Regions from separate parts of the Mus musculus genome. Here region 1 is linked to region 2. A link is a contact called in public Hi-C data. All regions are on one chromosome and are shown on one strand. Each heading gives the region's core, a stretch centred on a gene start, on an enhancer-like site or on the middle of the called end of the contact. The rest is flanking DNA. Distances are from core to core; before and after follow the strand shown.

Region 1 (7,491 bases), core at 1,319-3,818, 72 kb before region 2:
TGATTGTCACCTCGGAGGCTTACTGCCTCCGTCTGCTAACCTAGGCCTAGTCCTAGAAGCTTCCAGGCTCCGTACAATCTAATCTAGGCCCACAATGTTTTCAGCCTCTGAGACTTACTGTTGAATAAGCTCACCCTTTCTGGTTCTGATCTCTAGTTGATGGGTTCAACTCGGTTGTTCCAGCTCAAACTCCTCTCCAGGCTGGCTTCTCTTTCTCAGCCTCTACAGAATTGTTCCACTTGGCCTCAAACTATCTCTAGCAATCTTTTCTAATCTTCTGACTCCTTCTCATTCTCGGGCTCCTTCTGTCTTTACCCGTGTCTAGCTTGTTCTCTTCAATCTGTCTCTGTAAAACTCTCCCAGTAAAACTGCCTCCTCCTCCCTCTCTGAGCTGCTCCACTCTCCCTCTGAACTCTACTGCACTGTTCTCCAGGAACTCTACTGAGTTCTTCCTGTGTTGTTTGTCTCTCCCTTAAGTAGCTATCCTTTTCTCTCTCTCTCTCTCTCTCTCTCTCTCTCTCTCTCTCTCTCTCTCTCTCTCTCTCTTTCTCATGAGAGTTGGGCAGATCCTATTCTGTCATCTCTTTCTCTGATTCATCACTCTGCCTCTCAATCCTCAACCACACATCACTTTCAAACATGGGTGCTTCCTTCTACAAACTAACTTCACCGTCATTGTTTGGGATTAAAGGTGTGTGCTAAGGCTGAGCCACACCACAACTAGAAACAGATTCAAATATCCTGTAACAAAAAAGGAAGAATATGATCTAGTTACCCCCTTGTATGTGTGCGTGTGTGTTCTCATGCGTGCAGATTTTGGTCTCGGGAATTGAACAAGCACCCTTACCAGCTGAGCCATCTTGCTAACCCTGGGTGGGTGGGTAGGCTAGAGTGTAGAATTATCACCAGGGCCTTGACTTGTGCAGTTTTGGAAGCTGAAAGATCTTCAGATACATGCTGAAGACCCGAGAACCAGGCACGCTGATGGCTACCGGACCCTTTCCAAGTCCAGAAGCAGTGAAGGCGGGTGTCACAGCTCAAGGTTGCTCAGACATTTTGTCTGTCAGGCAAGAGATGGGTTTCAAGTGCCTTGCCCACAACAGTGAAGGTGAATTGTATTGTATTACTCCCACCTTGTCTGCAGGAGACCCTGAGGGATGCCTGATGTCCTAGATAGTACCACGTGTTATTACACTTTTTTCTGTCTACTCAGACTGATAATAATGTGTAATTTACAAATTAGGCTTGTCGTGAGTTTGACAATTAACATTACAAATGGAGACTGGAGAGAGGGCTCAGCAGCAGTTATGAGCTCTCACAGAAGACCTGGGATAGGTTCCCAGCTCCTACATGACAGGTCACAGGTTGTGACCACCTCTAGTTCCAGGGGACCTGCTGCCTTCTTCTGGGCTCCGAGGACTTGTTAGGACACTAGGCACACACAGAGCACATATGCACACATGAAGCGAACACTCATACATACAAAATAAAAATAAATAACCATGAAAGAAAGAAAACTTAAAATCCAGAGAAGTTAGGTTACTCTCCCAAAGTCAGTTAGCTAGCCAATAGGGAAACCAGGTTTAGAATACACAAATACTTATGTATGTTCACGGATGGTGGATGGGATAACACACCCCAAACCCTTCACGGTGGCTATGTCTGCCAAATGATGCTGAAGCTCTTAGGCAGTGGCTCTCACCCTTCCTAATGCTGTGACCCTTTAATACAGTGCCACACGTTGTGGCAATCCCAACCATAACATCATTTTTCTTGCTACTTCATGACTGTAATCCTGCTAAAGTCATGAGTTGTGATGTAAACATCTGACATGCAAGATATCTGATTTGCAGGACAGCTGATCTGTGAACCCTTGAAAGGGCTGTTTGTTCCCCCAAAATGGGTCATGACCCACAGGTTGAGAACCCACTGGGCTAAATTTAAAAAAAAAAAAACAAAAAACAAACAAAAAAAACTTTTCTCTTCCACTTTGTATACCAAATGAAATATAGGACTTTTATTTATATCTTAACTTCTTTCTCTCCCCCAGCCCCACCCCCTGGGCTAAGACAGAGTCTCACTGGCTATTCTGGCTGACTGGAACTCACTGTGCAAACTAGGCTGGCCTCAAACTCAGAAAGTTCTGCCTGATTCCAGAACATTCCAGGCATCACACCCTGCACATTTGAATTTCAACAGGAGACCAGATTTGCTCTTAGTGTTTACTGAGAATTTAAAAATTAAGGAAGATTAGGAATAGTGGTGCACACTTTTCATCCCAGGGCTTGGAAGACAGGGGCAGGTGGATCTCTGCACATTCCAGGCTAGCCTGGTCTACATAGGGAATTTCAGTGAGACCCTGTCTCAAGCAAGTAAAATGAAATGAAATGTTTGAGTTCGGTGTCTGAAATTCACAGTTAACTGAGTGTACATATTTGTATTTGCTAAGTCAGACAGCCCAGTCTTAGTTTGTCTTCTGTTGGCAGGGCCGGCAATTCCTTGGTTCCTCCACAATGAAATACCAATTCTCCAGGAATTCTGCCACCATCTGATAAGACTGATTCAGACATTCAAGTTACTCTAAGCTGTGGTGACATATTAACTAGGGGTAATTCAACGGCTATGCCTGAACCTCTGTCTTTGCTTTATTTTGTGTTTCATTTTATTGAATGAAAAAGAAGCTCTGTCAACTGGAAGAAATTTCAGGCGAGATCAAATTTCAGTTTGTCTCAGACTGGTCCTCCGAAGAATTCACCCTGTGCCACGCAGAGCTTCTTGTTCTCAAGTCCCTACTACTAAAAAGTAGGCATGGATCTTAACTGGCATTCTGGCTGCTGGCGTGGCACCATGGCTGGTTGCTAGAAGGGCATCCCAATATACATAGCTCGGGAGGAGAAGGACTTGATTTCCGCTTGAAGATGTCATTTTGAATTTCACTTTCTAGCTGCTTATGAAACCTAAAATAACAAAGCGACACAGAGTACTTCTGGGCTCCCAGCTGTGCCACCAGTCACAATTTTAAACAAACGCAAGCTCCATTGTTAAAGAGAGACTGCAGGCATAAGAAAGCCCAGCCCCACCGAGAAAGGCGAGCCTGAGAGGATGCCAGCCCTGGACAGGAGCGCCCCCTGCAGGCTCCCAGCAGTATCGCGGAGGAAACGGATCTGAAGAAGGCTCCAAGGTCATTTCAAACACAGTCCTAGAGAGTAGTTAGTTGTCTCTGCCTGAAGGGCCACTTGAGAGGAGGGTGAGGGTGTCCTTGCAATGAGCAGAATCAAAGGCAGAGGACCTAGTGACTTGAACTCGTACTCTACAGGGAATGCAGGACCTTCTGCTTGTGTTCAAGTCCCTGGGCAGGGTCGATGTTTGGTCCACTGACAGAATCGATATGAATGGTGAAGAATCCTGAAGTCTGGGTTAGGAATGTCATGGTACAAAGCTGTACTTGTTCTGCAGGATGATAGACAGGTGGACATGCACAGAGTAAGGGGAGGGAGAACCCTATCTCGGGATGAGTCCAAAGTGCTTCTTTCAACATCATCCCACACTTAAGATGCCAGGGATGGATCCAGGACCCTATGTTGGCTAGGCAGGCTTGTTATCAACTGACCTACATCCCTGCTGGTTCCCACACGCTGCTTTCTTTTTAAATATTTGTTTACTGCATGTTCAAGAATGTGTGAATGTGGGTACACACAGGTCACAGGGAGTGTGCACAGGTCAAAGGGAAGTTCTCAGACCTCTCCAGCTACCTTGAGGAATATAGGAATAAACTCAAATCATCAGGCATATACAAACATTTTGGCATATTTTTTTCAACCTACTTTAGTAAGGGTCCAACCTCCCCACTAGTCCACCACCCATCAGAGGTAGTGGGAAAGAAAGGTTATTAGGATATGGGGGAAGTGTACCTGTTTAGAAATAGTTCTTTGGAGCGACCCCAGTCTTTGTTGCTCTCAGTCCAGTCCACTAGCAAACACCAAACATGAACCAGCAGCTGCCGTCCAGTCCGCTCGGCAGACACCACACAGGAATCAGCAAGGGCAATTCAATTCAGAAGAAACCTTGCAGCTCACCAAGCAGTCCGAGTCTGCAGAAGCTGCAAAATCCGCAGGAACCTCACCATAAGTTCTTTGGTGAGGTTCTCTCTATGGAATCGCCACAAGCAAAGCTTGGCAATGCAATGTAAGGCAAACCAATCCATGCAGGTCGTCAGTGAAGAGCAGCAAGGCAGAGCAAAGCGAACCAATGCTTGAGCTCCCAATGTCTGGGGGTCATATTTATATTCCTTCTGAACATCATGTGTCTTTTCTTGTGTTTGCTATAGCAAAACATCCTTACGCCCTTGTCTGCTTCAGAAAAACATTCCTTCACATGCCTACTTTAACAAAATATCCTTTCACCTGTGTGCCCAGCAAAATATCATTTGACATAACTTACTTTCCAAAGAAACCAGAAGTTTCTATTCACAAACACACTTGCTCAGCCAACCCTGCTAGTCCTCCACATTCACTCAATGGCACTGGTCTGACAGAATCCCCTATTCCTGTCTCTGCGAATTATGGTTTCACTGGTGGCTAATAGGTAGATTGTATTTTACTGCTGTCCAATTTGTAGCTACAATAACTTAAGGATAGATTTATGGGGGCTGGAGATATGTCTCAATGGTTAAGAGCACTGGCTGTTCTTCCAGAGGACCTGGGTTCAATTCCCAGCACCCACATGACAGCTCACAACTGTCTGTAACTCAAAATCCAGGGCTCCTGACACTCTCATGCAGACATGCATGTAGCAAAACATCAATGAACATAGAATAAAATTAGACATATACATATATATGTGTGCCCTAACATTTTAGGGCCCTTTCAGGGCTGGGATGGCCCACTATTAAAGCACCCACCAACCAGGTGTAAAGATCTGAGTTTGAATCCCAAGAACTCACAGAGAAGCTGGGGGCAGAGGCACACTGTGTTATCTCAGTTCCCCTACAGAAGGATGAGACTGGGAGACAAGAGAACTCTTAGGGACTCAAGGGCCAGGAAGCTTAGCACACCCATTGTCTAACTTGTCTGATCCAGCCTCAAGCACAACTCACTGAGTAATCTGGAACAAAATGCATGGGTTCACAATTCACAAGAGATCAAAGTAAAAATGGAAACCCCTGTAAAATTGGCAGATAGACACAGACTACTCATCTGGGAATCAAATTATGAAAGAGGGAGGGAAGACAAAGAGGGATTTGGCTAAGTTTCCTCTTACCCGAATGACTGCTCTGATTCTGTTCTCCCACCCCCCTCCTTCCCCTCCCCTTCCACTTCCCTCCATTCCCTCCTCCTCCTCCCTTCTCTTCCCCTCCCCCTTCTCCTGTCCTTTTTTCTTCCCTCACTTCTCCTCCCCCCATCTCTTTGGCAGGGTCTCACATAGCCCAGGCTGACCTCAAACTCTCTGTGAAGCTAAGGCTACCACTGAACTCTTGATCCTCCTGCCTCCACTTCCTGATTTCTAAGGTGACAGGCACACAGTGCCACATCTGGCTTCATCAGGAAGCTTTTCATGATGGCTTCAGCAAACCAAAGCCCAGCCCTCAACAGTGAGGGCTTATCCCTCCACTGAGAAACAGCACAAAGCATTGTGTCAGCTGTGGGTAGACTAAGTACATAAGATTTACAGAGAATATATATACATGTATATGTGTGTGTGTGTGTGTGTGTGTGTGTGTGTGTGTGTGGAGAGAGAGAGAGAGAGAGAGAGAGACTCAGTTCAGCCCTATACTATAGAAAGGTTTGACTACTGTTGCCACTGAAAAAAGTAATTAACGGGTTGAATTAACTGTTAATCATAACTGATAAAGAAAATGTTGGTTTTTGTTTGTTTGTTTGTTTGTTTGTTTAATTTACCAAACCTTGAAGATACATTGGAGTGGAAACTTAAGGGTTCTTTGGAGAGTCAGTCGTGTTGGATGGTATTTTGCTGCGGCAAACACATGAAGGAATGTTTTCCTGAAGTGGACACAGATGAAAAACTAAAGCAGACTCGCGGAGAAGTGTTGCATTGAATCAGACATAGAAAAGGAGATGCTCTGCTAAAGCAAACATGTGACAGGACACGTGATGAAGGATTCGTTACTAACAACATGCATGTCTTGGTCTGCCTTACATTGCGTAGTTGAGCTCCATTTATCCAGACTCCTCTGACTCAGACTGATCGGATGTGCGTGCAAGGCACGTGGAGGACGAGTGATGTTTGGAGGGTATAAACAGGAGTGACAGAGACAGAGTTTGGCTTGCTGGTACAACTAGCTGGGCAATACTTGTGGGTCTCCAGTCTTTGCTGATCTTCATCTTCCTGAGAGAGGCACAGCTGAGAACTTCTCCTGGTGTCCCTCCTGGTCCCTCCTGATGACTCACGCTGAGACTGAGGTTGAGGCCTGGCTGTCTCTGCTAGATCGGGTCACCACTGTTGCTAAACTGACTCTATGGAACTGGATTGCTCGTGTATCTGGGAAGTGTTTGTGATTGGTTTAAGCTGCCTGCTAATCTGTGGACTGAACTGCCAATTTCCAGACAATGCAGGTGGGAGTTGCTCCAAATAACCTTTCTAAACAGATCCACTCTGCACCCCCCACACACACACCCCATCCCTGCCCCATATCCTCTCTATCCTTTCTTTTTCACTACCCCTGGTGGGTTAAAGCATTTGAGAACCATCATTAAAAATAAGATTTTGAGCTGGGCAATGGTGGTGCACGTCTTTAATCCCTGCACTTGGGAGGCAGAGGCAGGCGGATTTCTGAGTTCGGGGCCAGCCTTGTCTACAAGGTGAGTTCTAGGGCAGCCAGGGCTATACAGAGAAACCCTGTCTTGAAAACAAAAAACAAACAAACAAACAAAAATAGGATTTGAAAAAGACTAAAGTTACAATACATTGTCGTGCAGAAACGATCCATTTAGTAGGGGCTGGGGTGATGACTCTGTGATAAAATGCTTGCTCTGCAAATGTGTAAATACTGACTTTACAAACATCCCCTGCACCACACTGGGACCTGTCTGTAATCTCAGCATGGGGCAGGATGGCTAGCTAAGTTAGTGGGATCTGAGAGTTCTGAGTTCTGCTAGTGACTCTGCCTCAGGACATAGAACAGTGAAGGATCAAGGGTGACACTTGGCATCAACCTCTGGTCTCTACACACATGCACACATATACACTCACCCCCAACACACACATGCACATACACACATGAACACTCACCCCACACATACACACATGCACACACACTTCCAACAAACACATGCACATATACACATGCACACTCACACACACATGCACATACACACATGCACACTCACCCCACACATACACATGAACATTCACCCCAACACACACATGCACATACACACATGCACACTCACACATGCACACTCACCCCACACTCACACATGCACATATACAATGCACACTCACCCCCACATAACACATGCACACTCACTTCCA
Region 2 (7,244 bases), core at 2,489-4,988:
ACAGCAGCCTTCAGAGTGCTCTAAGGTTGAGCTAAGGATGTTCCTCTCATGGATAGGGAATAAATGGGCTTTGACTCTAAACTGGAAATTCTAGGGAACTTCATTCTGCGGCCAGGGTCAGCATAGACCGTAAGTCCAGGACCAGTCTCTCTGTTCAGTTGCCCCAAGGATCTCAACTTCGAGCAGTAATGCTGCCTGTGGCCTGGGAGAAAACTCCACACTGGCTAAGGGGTATGAATTGGTTGCCTGGCTTTATCTGTTCATCTAGCATTACTTCTGAAATGTCAGCAGTATTGATTAAGGTGAGTTCTAGCTCCTCTGATAGAGATTTGTTGAAAAGCTTTGTTTAGGACTGGAGAGGGATAGCTCAGAGGTCAGAGCACTGCCTGCTCTTCCAGAGGTCCTGAGTTCAATTCGCAGCAACCACATGGTGGCTCACAGCCATCTGTAATGGGATCCGATGCCCTGTTCTGGTGTGTCTAAAGACAGCTACCGTGTACTCGCATACATAAAATAAATAAATAAATCTTTTCTTAAAAAAAGAAAAGATTTGTTTATAACACAGGTCATTTTAAAACTTAATTTTTAAACCAATACATGCCCAAAGATATTTTTGTAGTAAGATGTTAAGTAGTAGACTGAGTGATCGTTGAATCAACTGCACACTAGTGTGACCTATAGAAAACCTTCTTTGTTTGTTCTTCCACACAGGTTTGCATGTATTGTTAAGCAAAAGTGAAGTGGCATATAAATTTCCAGAGCTCCTACCTCTAGTAAGTGGCTTTGACTTGGAACAGAACTTCTAGTCATCATGTGTGTGGTACTTGAAACCAAACTGAACAAACTTTTATTAGTTTAGGTTCTCCAGAGAAAGGAACCTATGGGGGTGTGTCCAGTTAGTGTATATGTGTTTGTGGGTGGGGGTAGAGCTCAGGGGTTATTCTAAGGTCTTGCCTTATGCATTTATAGAGTTGGAAAGGAGTCAGGAGAGTATTTTAGTTCTCTAGAGAGCCCATAGGACAGTTGACATTATGGTTACAAGTACACAGTCCATCTTGGTCGCAGAATCCTTTCTTTAGAGAGCACACTTTTGGAGCTAGGGAGGTGGCTCAGTGGGTAAAGTGCAGACTGAACAAATGTGAGAGCCACAGTGTGGTACCAGAGACACTCACAGCCCTGAGAGCCTGCCATAAACAAGGCGGAAGACAAGAGCTGATAGGCCAGGTTTTCCTCTGACCTCCACATATGCACCACGTCACGTGGATGTCCCTCCTACACATGAGAAACTTTGCTTTTCTACAGCTAACACCATTTGAGTTAATAAAGCCTGCCTACTGTCTTTATAGAGGATAAATGGATAAATTGCCATTTTCAAACTTTATTAAAATATTTCTCATAAAGAATGCCTCTCACCCTCAAATAGATGGAGCTGACCATACCTAACTAAATTAACACAAAATGAATGGTCATACAGTTACAGCTTAAAGCAGATTTGATATATTATTCTTTAAGCTTTGCTGTCAACCACCTTTCCTTGTGCAGATTTTAACAAGTGGGTTATTTTTAACACAGAGTGAACTGAGCCCACCCATGTTGATAGAACATCCTCTTAGATGTCTTGTCTTATGTGCTCAAGTGCATGCTGGGATGTGGAGAAGAAATGGCTTCTCTCTAGTAAATCAGGTAAGTGGTTTTGTGTTTTTTAATTCTGTGGTATTTTGATTCCATTCATTCTCCAGCTTTTATGAGAAACCTTTTACAGTTTTAAATGGACATAGCCATTGAGGATTTTGCATCTGGGATCTAGAGAGATGGCTCAGCAGTTACGAGTGCTTGCTGCTCTTGCAGGGGACCCTGGTTCAGTCCCCAGCACCTATGTCTGGTGACTTACCACCTCCCATAACTCCAATTCCAAGGGATCTAGCACCTTTTGGCCTTTGAAGGTGTCACGCATATTTGGCACAGACATGCAGATAGACACACACACACACACACACATTCACACAGATAAGCCTTTTTTTAAAAAGGTTTGGTGTCTGTGACACATTGTTTAAAAATTCAATGCAAGGTAAGCCAGTGTTCCTTAGAGCTCTTGTTTTGTGTTTGATCAAGGATCAACCCCCAGTCATCAGATGTCACAGTGAGGCCTGTACCTTCTCAGCCATCTGTCCTCCCCTCATCCACAATTTTGGGAGACCCAAAACACTGGCTGGAATCTACAGCAGACATCAGTGGATATCTCTAGTTTATTGGTTTATTCATGCTAAGATAGTATTAACTAAAAGCCCATACCAGCTCCAACCACACAGGAAGGCACACACTTGTGCTTACACAAACCCATGCTTTTTTCTTGCAGTGGGGAAATGATCAGGAAGCCATACCCATCAGAGCTTATTTACCTAATATAATTAATTATCGTTTTAGATCTATTACTACCATAATGTGAAATGCAGGCGAGAGATGTTCGACAAGGACATAGTGATGCTTCAGGTAATGAGTTAAAAACCCTGACTTCAGGGCTGTGGGGAGGCCTGGTCTTGTTTTACTGAGTCAGTCACCTAACACTCACTTGCAGATCTCTGAATCCTACCTGCTCTGTCTACTAACACTCCCCACTCAAGGCCAACAGCCTGCAGAATGCTTCCCCCAGTCTCCAGATCAGGGTCAGACTCAGCATGCCAGATGCAGCTGCTACAGTCAGACAGACAGCTGGCTAGACAGACAGACAGACAGCTCAGTGCTTAAGAGCTTTGCTGCTCATAAAGGAGCCGAGTTCTTTTTCCAGCACCACAGCAGGCAGCCACAACCACGGGGACTCCAGCTCCTTTCTGGTCTCTGTAGGCACAGCACTCATGTGGCAGACACTGGCACGCATAACCGTAAATTCTAAAAAATAAACAGACTGGCTTGGTGGTGCACGCAGAGACAGGCAGATCTCTGAGTTCGAAGGCAGTGTGCTTACATAGTGAGACCCTGACTCAACAGACTTAATAGCAGCAGCAGCACCAAAAGATAGGTGCTATGGATATGGTCCAGCACTGGCTGCTCTTCCAGAGAACTCTACTTCAGTTCCTAGCTGTTGAGTCCAGTTTGATTTAGAACTTTTAAAAATGGCATTAAGAGAAAAGAAGCTATCGTTTTATGTAATGGAGTGCTTACCACAAAAGGGTCTCAGTAACAGAATACGTATGTACATACTAGGGGCTTAATTGATATTCCTCTCAGTTCCTAGTAGGCAGTGAACTCTGATAGGAAACTGCAGCGAAATTCATAGCCGTGTCCTTCAGTGGACTGAGACAGGAAAGGAGCCGAACTGCCTGTGTGGTTCTCCTGGGGTTCAGTTTTAAGGGAGGTTTCTTTGTGTGGATTGTTTGACCTGCTTAGATTCCTGTCCCCTCTTGGCAGCCACATGATATAGGGTGTGGCTAAGTAGGTGTCCATTTTTTCTTCAAATTGGTGGTCAAATAAGCTGTTTTCTTGTGCAACCTTAAACATCTCTCACTAACACTGAGTGTCCCTTCTGACCTTCCTCTTCTCCTTTGTCTCAAACAAACAAAAAAGACAGGTGTCTCCATGATGGACCCAAACCACTTCCTGATGATCATGCTCAGCCGCTTTGAACTCTATCAGCTCTTCAGCACGCCTGACTATGGGAAGAGATTCAGTTCTGAGGTTACCCATAAGGTAAGAGCCTGTGTCACAACGCCCACGTGTCCTGTATGTGTGAGGGACAGCAGTGGGCGTGTTCTCACCTCTGCACTTGCCCCTCCTCCCACAGGACGTCGTTCAGCAGAACAACACTCTGATCGAAGAGATGCTCTACCTCATCATCATGCTTGTGGGTGAGTGCACACCGCCTTGATGTGGGCCTGGCGATGGCAGCAGGGCGCTGAGCTTGCTCGATCAGTCATGGGAAGAGAACGGGCACACAGCCCTTCACACACACACACCCCAGAAAGAGGAAGGGGTGCAATGGCCGAAACAGATGAACTGAAAGGCTGTATTTGGGCCAAGGGTGGAGGGAGACTGGCACAGCTTGGGAACACATTGTGAGCAGAGAGTTGCTAGGACTAAAATCTTCGCTTTGTTTCTTCTCTCTTGGTTCTTGGTTTAAATGTCTTCTTGACTCCAAAGACAGCAACCACAGGTTAATGAAGACCAGTGACTCAGAGACGTCTGTTTATTACCTACGTCTCCTGTTCGCTTGGCCCTGCTTTCCCAGTTCTTTGATCCCTTCTGCTCTGTCATTCCCCCACTGTTCAGACCTTCTGTGGCCGTAAAGTAGCCAATCCAGTGGGCAGAGGTGGCCCTAATGAAGAGGGTCTCAGAGTGATACCAGCCTGTCCTAGACAGAAGCACAGAGGAGGAAAGGGTGTGACTTCCACTGGTCCCGTCGTACTTCTGGTCCTTCTCCAAAGCAGCCATGAAACCTTAAGTCGGTGCATCAGACTCAGTATAAACGGGAACTGCTATTGCCTTCCAAACCAGCCTTTATTTTCCCACAGAGTGACCCAGACAGAGGATGGATTCTGTTGCAAGAACTGGAAATCTGTACACATAAGTACATGGGTCCATTAAATGTGTGCATCTACCTTTCATTTTGGACAGGAGAAAGATTCAACCCTGGGGTTGGACAGGTGGCTGCCACAGATGAAATCAAGAGGGAGATTATCCATCAGTTGAGCATCAAGCCTATGGCTCACAGTGAGCTGGTGAAGTCTCTGCCTGAAGATGTAAGTGTCCACAGTTAAGAAACCCGGAAGCTGCTCCTCCCCAGCAGTGTGTGCACTTCCCCCCTGGGTGCAAGCTACAGTTCTAAGATGGCTATTCCATCTGGAAAGGAGAACACTGGGAACAGTGACTAGGGAGCAGAGCTGAGCTAGAGAGAACTCTGAAGAATGTGGTGCTTAGAGCTAAGTGGTTTTGTCCACAGAGCAGGGGCATATTAGGGTCTGTCTGACCCCAAGGAGTGCAGGTGACGCTTTCACCTGAGGGAGGAGGTATCCACTCGAACTTGAGTAAACACACATTCTCAGGGCTTTTTCCTTACTCCAGTGCAGAAGAGTCTCTTGGTTGGTTGGTTGGTTGGTTGGTTGGTTTGGTTTTCATTTTAAAGAGGGTTTCTCTGTGTAGCCCTGACTGTCCTGAAACTTTCTCTGTAGTTCAGGCTGGCCTCAAACTTAGAGATCTGCCTGCCTCTGCCTCCCTGGGGCCAGGCTTAAAGGCATGCACCACTATCATCTGGTGGAAGAGTCTTTTTTATAAGATTGGAGTGACTAAAGCACTGGTATAAGGATATTCACAGGTTGAATTATAACTGGTTTTCCTCCCGAGGCCATTAGGCTCTCATCGACCTAACTTTCCGCTCTGGGGCTTCTCAGAATCTCAGCTCATGCAGCTGAGAAGGCCTGTTTTCATTAAGGCTCCTCAGTGCGTTTGCTTGTCACTTTACTTTTTGTTTTAAATTATGTGTATATGTGTCGATGTGTGGGTGTGTCCACCTGTGAGCACAGGTACCCAAAGAGCCCAGAAGACGGTATTGGATCCCTTGGGGCTGGAGTCATAGATATTGTGAACTAGAGCTATCTAATGTGGATGCTGGAAACCGAACTCAGGTCCTCTGGAAGAGCAATGGACGCTCTTAACTGCTGAGCTGTCTCTTCCTCTTCCTTGCAACATATTTTGCCCTAGTTGGAATAGATGAAGCCTTTAAACTTTTTTGCACACCCAGGACTGTGCAGTTCCAGGCCTTGATTAATTTGGTTGGCCTTGCTTGGTCCTATCATTCTGACATCTTTTTTGACACTAGTGCTTCAGCTGGGAAAGTGCCTCAGCTTTCTCTGGTGGTATTAGGGATGCTTCCTGGACCAAGGGTGTGGGTTAGAGAGACCCTTGCTCTCTGTGTTCAGTCCTGGCCTTCAGCTAGCTGTGTAATCTCCAGTCTTTAAGCACAGTGGCGAGCAGTGTTCTGTTCCAGGGGCAGTGAGGGTCATGGAACAAGCATACTGCTCAGACTTTGCAGTTGCTGTTCATACCCTGAGTACTTTGTTCTCTGTCCCTTCAGGAGAACAAGGAGACCGGCATGGAGAGCGTCATCGAGTCCGTTGCACATTTCAAGTGAGTTCATGACATGCGTTATGAAGTTTTATTTTAAACATGTATTTACTTTCTATGCACCTGTGCTCACTGCGGCGTATGTATACAAGTCAAAGGACAACTTGAAAAGTCAGTTCTCTTCTACAGTGTGTTCCAGTGATGGAACTCGGGCCAAACTGGACGGCAAGTGTCTTTTCCCACTGGGCCATCTTTCCAGCTTCCGAAATCACTTCTTAATGTGTTTCTTTTGATACAACTAAGGGCGAGCTGATGCTCTGAGGGTGGCAGGACTTTTCAAGTTTTAATTCTGGACTAGACTTCTCATTGGTGTTTAAGATCAGGCCGTGTGTGTGTGTGTATGTGTCTGTCTGTCTGTCTGTGTCTGTGTGTCTGTGTGTACATATCCGTGGAGCTAGAGTTAGCAGTCATGAACCACATGATGTGGGCGTTGAAGCTGTCCTCTGGAAAAGCAGCAAGTGCTCTTAACTGCTAAGCCACCTCCAGCCCCGGGGTAATTTTTCCTCCTGCTTTTCCTTGCTCTACACTGTAGCTGCAGTGTCTTTATGGATTCTAAAGATAAGATCGTGTATTCTACATGCTAGTACAGAAAGGTTAACACTACTTACACACCATGTTACAGCAGAACCGGTAACACCATGTGTACTCCATGTTAAAACAGAGAAGTTAACACTGTGTGTACTGGTGTCCCCTGGCTTAGAAATGCAGCAGTTTGGAAACCTGTTCGGTTGGGCTTCTGGGCTGTGTCTCCATTGCATTCACTTGCATAGTTTGGACTAGTTCACAGTGGAGGTGCTGACATATATGATGGCTCCTGCAGGGGCTTTTTTTGGATGTATAGTGTCAGGTCTACCCACAGAACAGTTTCAACTTGACACCCTAAAAATGTAGATGTGAGAGCTCTCGCCTGACTTGACCATCTAAGACTCTCGGCATGCGTGACTTTGCTAATGATACTCTTCCCACCAGGAAACCTGGGCTCACAGGGCGAGGCATGTATGAGCTGAAGCCAGAGTGTGCCAAAGAGTTCAACCTGTATTTTTATCATTTCTCCAGGGCAGAGCAGTCCAAGGTAAGGGGGAGCTCAGAGCAGTGGGAGGTGCTAAGTGTGTTTTCCTTATGAGGAGCAA

The links. Hi-C and Micro-C count contacts between places; a contact is called where the count stands out from the background.
Region 1: a Hi-C map of stem cell-derived neural stem cells shows a contact between it and region 2, with 2.2 times the contacts expected there. The contact joins two enhancer-like sites. A contact is called at or near these places in 6 of 39 promoter capture datasets (the C10 cell line, embryonic stem cells, hippocampal neurons and 2 more), 10 of 15 datasets of contacts at CTCF or cohesin (CD8 T cells, the G1E-ER4 cell line, the NIH/3T3 cell line and 4 more), 173 of 484 Hi-C or Micro-C datasets (2-cell embryo, the AML12 cell line, the AtT-20 cell line and 96 more), 16 of 115 datasets of contacts at active chromatin or transcription factors (the HPC-7 cell line, astrocytes, bone marrow-derived dendritic cells and 7 more) and 3 of 9 other capture datasets (adipose tissue, embryonic stem cells and pancreatic islet).

The regions. Positions count from the first base shown.
Region 1 is chr17:47,034,683-47,042,173 of GRCm38.p6, reverse strand. No RefSeq gene overlaps it. Among named protein-coding and RNA genes, the nearest start is that of Ubr2, 28 kb to the right of the region's middle. Within about 2 kb of position 2,568, at least 58 of the 459 cell types and tissues checked have an H3K27ac peak or open chromatin away from gene starts, as enhancers often do.
Region 2 is chr17:46,963,630-46,970,873 of GRCm38.p6, reverse strand. It overlaps Ubr2 (ubiquitin protein ligase E3 component n-recognin 2), which reads left to right. Exons shown (of 47, transcript NM_146078.3): 16 at 712-773; 17 at 1,573-1,683; 18 at 2,425-2,490; 19 at 3,562-3,684; 20 at 3,779-3,842; 21 at 4,609-4,733; 22 at 6,065-6,117; 23 at 7,084-7,186. Among named protein-coding and RNA genes, the nearest start is that of Ubr2, 43 kb to the left of the region's middle. Within about 2 kb of position 3,738, at least 24 of the 459 cell types and tissues checked have an H3K27ac peak or open chromatin away from gene starts, as enhancers often do.